Linked DNA regions of Gossypium arboreum: region 2 is linked to region 1. The links are chromatin contacts, called in public Hi-C maps. All regions are on one chromosome and are shown on one strand. Each heading gives the region's core, a stretch centred on a gene start, on an enhancer-like site or on the middle of the called end of the contact. The rest is flanking DNA. Distances are from core to core; before and after follow the strand shown.

The links. Hi-C and Micro-C count contacts between places; a contact is called where the count stands out from the background.
Region 2: a contact with region 1 is called in a Hi-C map of leaf, with 2.4 times the contacts expected there. The contact joins the promoter of LOC108468258 here to the promoter of LOC108470222 in region 1. A contact is called at or near these places in 2 of 5 Hi-C or Micro-C datasets (both in leaf).

What each region holds. Positions count from the first base shown.
Region 1 is chr8:37,336,521-37,341,719 of ASM2569848v2, reverse strand. It overlaps LOC108470222 (40S ribosomal protein S10-1-like), which reads left to right and starts at 3,933. Exons shown (of 5, transcript XM_017771496.2): 1 at 3,933-4,072; 2 at 4,164-4,212; 3 at 4,312-4,588; 4 at 4,710-4,839. The coding sequence starts at 4,070.
Region 2 is chr8:37,707,033-37,712,481 of ASM2569848v2, reverse strand. It overlaps LOC108468258 (transcription factor MYB46), which reads left to right and starts at 1,962. Exons shown (of 3, transcript XM_053031605.1): 1 at 1,962-2,389; 2 at 2,552-2,681; 3 at 3,085-4,149. The coding sequence starts at 2,386. The coding sequence ends at 3,778.

The DNA.
Region 1 (5,199 bases), core at 2,684-5,183:
TGAATGGTTCAATTATTGATGGCTTGCTATATAATAGCTGAATATATTGAGAATTTGATATAACATGATGTTTTATTAAGTTGGATAACTTGTGAAAGAGTGAAAAGGAAGGTAAGTTTGTATGTAAATAATATATCGATTCTTTTTTTATATTATTATCTTTTGTTATTATATGATATGTAGCTGCCTATAGAATGATCATTTGATGTAAATTACGAATTGAAATTGACTAAGAATGAATCAGTAAAATGTTGAAAAGTGAAGAATTTCCCGATTGGGCCTTCGGAATAGAAAAGATATGAATGATCCGTTTTGAGAACACATGTGTAGTACTATGTGCAAGCTACTCTGTGTTTAAGACAGTTTTAGGTCACGTGTGTAGTACCAAGTGCAGGCTGCTACGTGTTACAGATTGTTAGGTCGCATGTGTAGTACTAAGTGCAGGCTACTATGCGTACCCGATAGCTTCGATCACGTGTGTAGTACTAAGTGCAGGCTACTATGTGTTTCCGATGGTTAGGTCACGTGTGTAGTACTAAGTGCAAGCTACTACGTGTACCAGATTGTTAGGTCACATGTGTAGTACTAAGTGCAGGCTACTATGCGTACCAGAGAGCTTTAGTTACAAGGGTGTTAATATGTACGGGCCACCGGGTATCTGTTATTATTCCGATGAGTTCAACGGGAAATTTACTAAGTGAAAATACATATGAACATGACTATGTGGTGAATAAGTGAAGGTTTGTATGTGTAAACTTATGAACAATGTGCTCGATATGTGATCGAACTTTGGTAAGATTGATATGGAGTAAATGTTACAATGAAAGTTACTACAAAGAAAACATGAAAGAGTGAAATTTAGTAATAAAATAGTTTTAGACAACAGCAGTTATGTGACTTTGAAAAATCACAAAAAATGGTGGAAATCGAATTAGAAGTTGAATAAGATATTAAATAAAAGCTTATTGAGTCTATTTTCATATAAAGGAAACATTGTAAGAAAAAGAATTTCATATTATGAGATATTTGAATTCTTGTGAGATAGAGTCAGAATGAGTTTGGAATCCCCTGTTCCGAATTGGGAAAATCACTAGAATTTTTACAAAAATAATCATGGGTTATAAATTATATGCTTAAAATCATTAATGAGTCTATTTTCAAGGGAAATAGATGGGAGCATCATCCGAGTCCCGTACTATGAGATAATTAATTCGTAGTGAAGAGAGGTTGGAACTATCGATAGTAAAACAGGGGTAAATTTAAAGAATAAACTATACTTATTGGCTAGACCAAAAATTCTAAAAAAATTTTGGTAAGAAGATATGTGAGTCTAGTTTTTGGGAAAATTAGTGGTTCTCAATTTGGAGTCCTGTAGCTCCAGATATAAATAATTTAGTGACTATGACTCTAGAAAATAGCTTAACTGGACTTTGAATAAATAGAGAGGAATTGAAAAATAACATGTTAATACATTGCTTATTATTTTTCATGCGAGCTTGCTAAGCGTACAGCTTACTCCCTCCTTTCCATTTCTTTTAGTGTTGTCAGGTCGGCTCGGTGTTGGAGATCGTCGAAGGCAGCATCACACTATCAAGCCAATACCTCTGGAGTATTGATACATATGTTAGAAATATCAAGTGAGTGGCATGTATAGGGACCTAGTTCTATGACATGTGTTATTATGATTAGGCTAAATGTATTGGCCTATATCGAGCTATTGTATATAGCCATGAGAGGTGGCTCATATTGATTATGGTTTGTAAGTCTAGCTAATCATGTTACATTTTAATGCATATGATGTGATTATATAAATATGTTTGTTTGCCATGCATGGTTGGTAATGTCATGGGTGTTGAATGCATGTTTTATGACCAATCGAGGTGGTCATGACCATGAATTAAACGTGTAATATGGTAATAAGATGATAGTGCCTTGAACATGGATGTTTGATGTATAAGTTATTAACCATAGTTTAATGGTAGAAGTGATTAATGAGATGACAAGGTCAAATGAATGTGTAATAATGTAGCTAGACATGTTTATCATAAGTAGGTGGAACATATGTATAATGACGAGCTAATGTTGAATGTGTCTTATAATCGGTGTTTAATCACTAAAATGATGCCATGAGTTGTGAGTTTGATGTATATATGGTTGTAAGGGTTTATGGGAAACATGAAGGCTTGGAAAATAGCCTAAGTGTTAGCCACACGGGTAGAGACACGACCATGTGCCTCAACCGTGTGGAGGACACGGCCTAACACACGGGCGTATGGCCTGGCCATGTGGTTCAAATTGTTTTGCTGATGTCACAAACAGAGAGTTACACGAGTTGAGGACACGGGCGTGCCACAAGCCAAACAGGCGTGTGTGATCACAAGGTTCAACACACACGGGTGTGTGACTCTCCAAAGCAAGAAAATTGCTAAGTTGTCCAAAGTTTATCAAAAGTTCTCGGTTTAGTCCCAAACCACCCCAATGTATGTTTTAGGCCTCGAAGGCCAGTATAAGGGACGATATACATGTATTTGAAAAGTTTTAATTTGAACGAAAATTTTATGGCCCAGTTTTGCATGCTTGTGGATGTTTAAATCCGGTAACGCCTCGAACCTTGTTCCGGCTTCGGATACGGGTAAGGGGTGTTACAAGGTCAATCAACAAAGAGCCACGAGATGTTCTTGGAAAGCTCCAATAAGCCATATCATCAACGTGAACTTTGACACTAAATTTAACACATCTCAAAAATACGGAGGAGTTGGGATTGTCTTTCATGACCATCAAGGCTTCATCTCAGGATGTACTACTCTCAAATTATCCTATGTTAATTGCGAAGATTTAGTTGAAGCTAAGGCTGCTTATATGGCTTTAGAAACTGATTAGGGCTATCAAATATCATCTTTGAAGATGACGGACTACACATCATCAAAGGGCTCAATAGTTCGAATAAGACTTCTCTAAGCTTAAATTGATCCTTGATGGTTGTAAAAAGCTTGTGTCTTCCTTTAATGTTTGTAAGGTTGTTACTAGAAGGGATGGAAACAAAGTTACTAATTAGTCTTGGTTCACCCATTAACATGTACTAAAACCTTGATTACCCTTTTTATGTGTTCACCAACCTATCTTGACTGATGTTGTAAATTTATAAATAATCTTCACTTTCCTAACTTTAAAAAAAAAAAAACTATCAACTTATTTATGTGACACTATTTTCGTAAATCACATGAAAATTGATCATATGGAATTTTATTAAATTAAAAATAAAATAGTAAATTTTAATTATATGCATATAAATTTAAATTATATTACTTTTTGGAGAAATTATTTAAATTATTTTCACATAAATTTAAACTATTTTCCCTTTACTACAATAATAAAAATGTGTATATTTAATTTAAATTTATTCCTTTATGTTTTAGTTTAATAAACTATCACATTAGCAAGTTCCATGTAACATAATAAAAGTAATGCTACATAAATAGCAGTAGAATGTGAAAATTGAGTCAAAATTAAGATCTCATATACACAATTACACCAAATTAAAATTAGTGTATCACATTATATATTAGATTAAAATTTATATATAAATTTAAAATTTATTCTAAATAACAAATATTATTATAAAAATATTTTTATCTTTATATATCTTTATATAAATTTTAAATAAATACTCACCTTTGATAATGAGACTCAACCATCTCATTTCAATCAAAATATATTTTACATCGATTTTTTAATGACATTATAGGTATGTCATATCTCATTTTTACATAATTTTTTATGGACATTATGGGTGTGTCATGATCTTTTTATATCATCATTATCATACATAAGGCTAGATCATAGTGGTGGTTCTCCAACATTGAGCCCAAATTCCAATTTTAGGCCTGATAATAAAAGCTAATTAATAGCCCAAAATAAAACCCAACGCCGAAAAATTAATATAATAAAAGAAGGAAAATAGCCTATGCTAGGGTTTATTTTCCTGTTGTTATGGAATAAAGCAAAAGGAAAATTTCCATTTTAGCAGACTATCTTCGCCGCCTCCTCTTCCTCCTATCTCATAGCAGCCATGGTACTATCTCTCGCTTTCTACTTCTTTCCTTTGCTTTTTTAGAATGTTTGCAAAATAATGTCTTTAATACGTTTGTTTTGTTGCTTTCTAGATCATTCCAGAGAAGAACCGCCGCGAGATCTCCAAGTACCTCTTTCAAGGTAACCAAATAAAAAAATAATTCCCATATCGATTTCGAATTTTGTATTTCATTTGGATATTTGGATTTAAAATCTGGGATTTTATGTTTTGTTTTCTAGAGGGTGTTTGCTATGCAAAGAAAGATTACAACTTGGCGAAGCACCCAGAAATTGATGTTCCCAATCTTCAAGTAATAAAGCTGATGCAAAGCTTCAAGTCAAAAGAATACGTGCGTGAAACTTTTGCATGGATGCATTATTACTGGTACCTTACCAATGATGGCATTGAGTTCCTTAGGACATATCTGAATCTTCCTTCTGAGATTGTTCCCGCTACTTTGAAGAAACAAGCTAAGCCCGCTGGTCGTCCCATGGGCCCTCCTGGTGACCGCCCACGGTAATAGTTTTGGAGTTCTTTGCTCTTTTATTTAATGAAAAAGTTAGGCTTTTCTTTTCCATATAGAATTTGATGAAAATTTCTCTCTTTGTAATTGTGGGTTTTGTTGGTTATGAATCAGTGGTCCTCCTCGCTTTGGTGACGGCGAGAGGAGATTTGGTGACAGAGATGGCTACCGTGGAGGTCCAAGAGGAGGAGGTGATTTTGGCGACAAGGGAGGAGCTCCGGCTGACTATCAGCCTTCATTCAGGGTAATGTTGCTTTTATAAATTTTTAACTTATTACGTATGAATAGCTGATGGTTCAAATGCATGCGAAGTGTTGGATTGTACATAATGATTTATGGTGTTTATCTTAGTTATCTGAGTTTCTTTGTCCATTTTGGAACCATTTTTTTTGCCTCTTCTGAACTCTATTCATCTCAAATTTGATCAGAAGTACGCATAGTCATGGTTAGTTGTGATTGCTTGTTGGTGGCTTAAGATTAGTTTCATTGTGATGTTAATGTTACTTTTGTGGCTGCTCTTGGAAGATTTGTGCCTGTTAGATGCTAGTTATTTCACTTTGAAGGATGAAATGTTTATATGATTGCTTGAAAACATGTGTACCCA
Region 2 (5,449 bases), core at 713-3,212, 370 kb before region 1:
AAGACTATAACTAAATAGACACTTAGGAAAAGACTCTACCCCTTCCAAAATGTCACCTTTCCAAAAATAACATTGACCTCGTCTGAACATGAATCATGAACCATTAGATTCAGGCCTACAAATCTTGAGGAAATTCTCGAGAGGTAAAACACTCGTCACTCTATCACCTCCTAATACTAACTTTCTAGGATTGAGCTTAGCTATGGCTAGTCACATTAAGTCAACTCATGTAATGCTCTAAGTTTAACTATTTATTACTCTACTCCTAACCCTATACAGTAGGGCATGCATATCATGGAACCCACATCAAGCTCTATGCTACTTTATATAAACCCCTCCAATATGAGCAATAGATAAATTTGAGACCCTAAACCAATACCCATCCAATCAAGGCATTGTTCTTCCAACACATTTCCCAAGTGACTCTCAAAACAACTATAGTGCGAACCACCATTGATCATAAAAACTCAAATTCAATCCTTAAAGTAGATAATATTTAGAATTTAAACACATTTGAATTCAAATCTTCCAAGATGTTGGAATAACAATGATCCCAATCAGTAAATAAAATTTTGATTTAAAAGATTATTTTAAAAATATGTTTTAAACTTCAACCCCTTCAAATTAAACTTATCGAACTAATTGAATAATCAAGACTATGTATCTGATATTTGACTATTATTTTTGTTTCAGTTCTCTTTTAACGGAGCAATCATGAAAACTAAAATGATATACTGTTTGGGGTGAGAAACCATATTGTATGACTCGAATTCATGAGTTACGTGATGCAGCCGTCATCAAGATTAGTGAAATTAGCAATAAAAAATTAGGAATGAATAAATAATAATAAAGAATTAGAAATGAGGTTATGTCTTGCATAGTTGATATGTATTATCCCATAATAAGTAAGTATGAAGAAAAATAAAAATTAAGGGATTTCATTTTCATGCCTCTCCAAATTGTCTCCTAACTGAATGAATTGAGAGTCTTTTATTACAACCATTCCCTTCTGTTATAAACTTTGTATTTCCACGTCTCTCTTTGCATTATTCTTCATAAACGGTCTTTATTTGGACTTTTTTCTCCAAAGCTTTGATCAGCTTAATTATAAAACTACTCATTCTTAATTACTTTATTTAGCTGTAATTAAATTTAATTATATATACAATGCTCTTTTCTTCAGGAGTTGGTTTGCTTTGTAATTCTTGAATTTGCAGAAATCCCATTTATACCACTAATGACTTTTTGTAGGTATTTGTATCGTCTCCATAAAAGATAGAAAACTACTCTACTACTGCAAAAGTGGATAATGTATGAATGTATGTATGTGTTTTTGTGAAAAGTTAGAAAACTTAAAAGAGTTATCAAACAAGGTAATCAAATCATCCCCCAAAGAAAAGAAATATTTTCGTAATCTATAACAAGCTTTGGTAAAAATTTGCATGATCTTATACCAAAACTGAAGACCGACGTTAATTGTTAATATCTATATAAATATAATTCATTCCTATTCATGGCTATTAGATTAAATGATCGAGATGGAGAAAACCAAGCACTGGAAAACCTTTCTCAAGATTCAAAAATTGTGTCGGTTTAATGATATTTGCTGTTGAATTGAACCCTAGGTATTATCTTCGGCATTATCTCCATGCTGAGTCTTTGACCCTCTTGATCAATTCCTTTTTTTTTTCCCTCTTAAATAGATGTATGTTGTAATCATATATTAACATGACGTGCCATCCATCCATTGGTTTTTAAATATATAGTTAATGAATAACACTGATTCTTCAATGCTAAGAAGGGTTTGGTCAGAAAGGTTATGGAAACAACCGGCAAAAGATTTTGGAAGAATTGAAATGAAAGGAGGGTACGTGAAACATGGGTTACGTAATACTACAACTCTACGTAGAAAATGGTAACTCTTTGTCCCTCCGTGTGTGAAACAAAGCCGATGGAATGTCGTTTTAGGGTTAGATGAAAAATTATGGGTCCCCTCCCCCTTTGAAATATTGGACCCCATCCAGGTTTCAATGTCGGCACATCATACTCTTGTACTTCTCTCTTACTTTTAAATTGGGGGTGAGAGACAGCCTCAGCCTCCACTTCTAGCAAACCCCAAGAAAATTATAGTTTGTTTTGATCAAAAACATGGATCATTAGCTTGTAAATATATCATTTTGTTTTCTCTACAGAGTGTACAAAACAACAAAGAGACAGGCGGAAGATTTATAGAAACTCGGGGGGGTTTGCGAAGCCATAATTACAAATCATATTTATCATCCGAACCAAACATGGGTCACCATTCTTGCTGCAATCAACAGAAGGTTAAGAGAGGGCTTTGGTCCCCTGAGGAAGACGAAAAGCTCATTCGATACATCACCACTCATGGGTATGGGTGTTGGAGTGAAGTCCCTGAGAAAGCTGGTCTCCATCTCCCTCTGTTCATTACCTTTTTTCTGTCTCTTTTTTGTTCCTTTTTTCTTCATGCTTTTTTATAGGAGTTTTTCATGTTTGGTGACGAAGACGTATCTTTTTGCCTTTTGTGTTTCAGGTCTTCAAAGATGTGGCAAAAGTTGTCGCTTGAGATGGATTAATTATTTGAGGCCTGATATCAGAAGAGGGAGATTTACTCCTGAGGAAGAGAAGTTGATTATTAGCCTTCATGGGGTTGTAGGGAACAGGTTTGAAGTGACACTTTACACACATATGTTATATCAAAATTTTACTTTATAAAGCTTCATAAATATTGTAACAATTCTGGGTTCTAAGTTTTTTCTAATGGACGCATTCATTTTAGTTTGTCTCTCTGAAATTCCTCAAGAGTTTCAGTTTGTGTTTGAATTAAGAACTTGAACAGTTAAAAGTAATTAATTAAACAAACTTCAAAATTACGTCTTCTCTATCACTGCCACTGTTGTTGCTAAATTAAGTAGCAGTCACAGGCATTTCAAGGGCCTTTACAGGGATGATATATTAGATGCTGAGGCACAAGTTCTTGAGCTAGAGATAAATCACATGTTTAACATCTTCAAATTCTTCATTATGTTAAGCAAATTTCTCATATGTGTGAGGGGATTATTTTAGATGGGCTCACATTGCAAGTCACTTGCCTGGAAGGACAGACAATGAGATAAAGAACTACTGGAACTCATGGATCAAGAAGAAGATACGAAAGCCTTCAGCACCTCCAACAAGCACTGCTCCTCCACCAAGTACTACTCAGCATTCTCAGATAAATTATGGTTCAAACCAACTGGAGTTAGTAAATCAGGAGTTGATGACAAGAGCAATTCCTAATCATCAAGAAACCCTATTTTCTTCTCCAGCCCCATTATTTATATTCGACACAACTCCAATTGACGGGGCTCAGGTTCATCAACATGGTAATAATGTAAGAGGACAGCCTTTCCATGAACCGGCTAATTTAAACACGGAGAGTAGTTGGAACCTAAATCAGCATCAAGTGCAAGCTTTCCCTCCTTCAACTTCTTTCACAGTGGGTATGGATACAAACAATTACTTGCCACCATTGGTAGAGAACATGGAAAACATGGTGGTGCCGGTTGAAGTCCAATCATGTAGCATTGAAGAGGAAGGAGAAATGACACTTGAGTGCTTGCAGAGGCAGCAGCAGGAGTTGAATGAATGGGTTGAATCCCAGCAATGTTCAAACTTTCTGTTCTGGGATACTCTTGAAGGACAACTCGGCGGCGAAGCCTTGCCACCAACTTCATCAAATATGGGAACTACACTATCTTCATTCCCCACATCTTTATAAATTATTAGAAACCTGTCACCCCCCTCCCCCACCCCACCTTTGCTTTCTCGGTCTTTGATTCTTTGCTGAGTATAGCTTTCTAAATGTTCCAGCCTCCAACCCCCCCTTCAAAAAAAAAAAAAAAGTTTGCTTTTCTTTCCTTTTCCTTTCTGCTTTCCTTTTTGTAACTTTATTTGGTGATGAGCTTGTGAAATGTGAGGGACTGCAACATACTTAAGTATGCATGACTTTTTTTTTTCTTATTTCCTCCTTGGTGTTTGAAAACAGAAAAGGGAAGAATAAAAAGCAATGTAACAGCCAAAAAAAAAAATGGTTTGATGCTACTGAGATAACTCTAATTACTTTTTAATGCAATTTCACCATTTTTGTCATTCTTTTCAATGCTGAAAATTTTATGATTCTGAAATTGTACTAATCAATTGTGCATGGAGAGGTAAACTACATTTACTTTTGAACTAAGAAGGTTTTCATGTCTTTCTCAACTGTAAAAGTGTAAATTAAACTTTGAAAAACTATATATAATGGAGCTAAAATTTGCCTGGTAGCTAACCAGGAAAAAAATTGCGCTGATATTGACTGCTCACATATTTCTATATATAACGATAGTGATCTCTCTACATGCATACAATATGGAACTTCTTGGATTATTTCAGAGTTTTGATATGTTAGCTTTCGACAAAGAAAAAAAAAAGACATGATGAGACATTCGAGAAAACTACGTTAAAGCCAAAATATAAATATATTCAATGAATAGACATGTATATATATATATATATATATATATATAGCTGCATATATACGTATATACTTACTACAAGTACAAGGAAGTGTATTGTTTTGTTTGTCTCTAACTATCATGGTGACTGAGTGATCAATACTGGTCAAAATCAATTGATGAAATCATCACTAGTTTTTGAAGATTAGCTGAAACTGTTATGGAAAGCAATTGCCAATTGCTTCAAATCAGTTCCTGATGAATAAGAATTCCTAGTCATGGAAACTGGAGAAGAACTTGTTTATATAGCAGTTGTTGGATATTCATGGCGGAAATTCCACTTGTTTTTAATGCTGCAAACTGAGCATATCGAGAAATCAATGAGAGATTCATTTGAATAAATATTGTTGGAGAAACTGGGATGGCTGGGTCTTGAATTCAATATTATGGCACCCCCCAAGGTTTTAATTATTTTGAATAATAAGATAGGACCCAGTTTTCAGCAACATTTTGCACATTTTCTCTGCATCTGATATTTACTAAAAGGTGATGGGTGTACATGAACCCTAATACCAATGGTCGGCCATTAACAGGCCATAATCACTTTTTACGGCTTCTATTTTATATGCCTAAATCAAAAGATGTTTCCTAGTCACTGCAGAAGAAGAATTTTAATTTATCCCAATTCTGTCAATCATAATGAGAAATAGCTTTCATTGATTTCAAGCAGAATTCAGATCCCCAATAATCTTTTTATCTTCTTTTCAAAAAAAAAAAAAAATTGAATATTCTAATTCAATAACAAATTGTGTACAAAATGTAACCAAGTCTGTGTACTTGAAATAGTAGTTGAGTTGATTTGGTATGATGTATTTTATTCTCACTTTTAATGTGTGTGTGTTTTAATTTTATTTGGAGAAAATTGATTAAATGTATCTGTGTTGTGATGGAGCTTT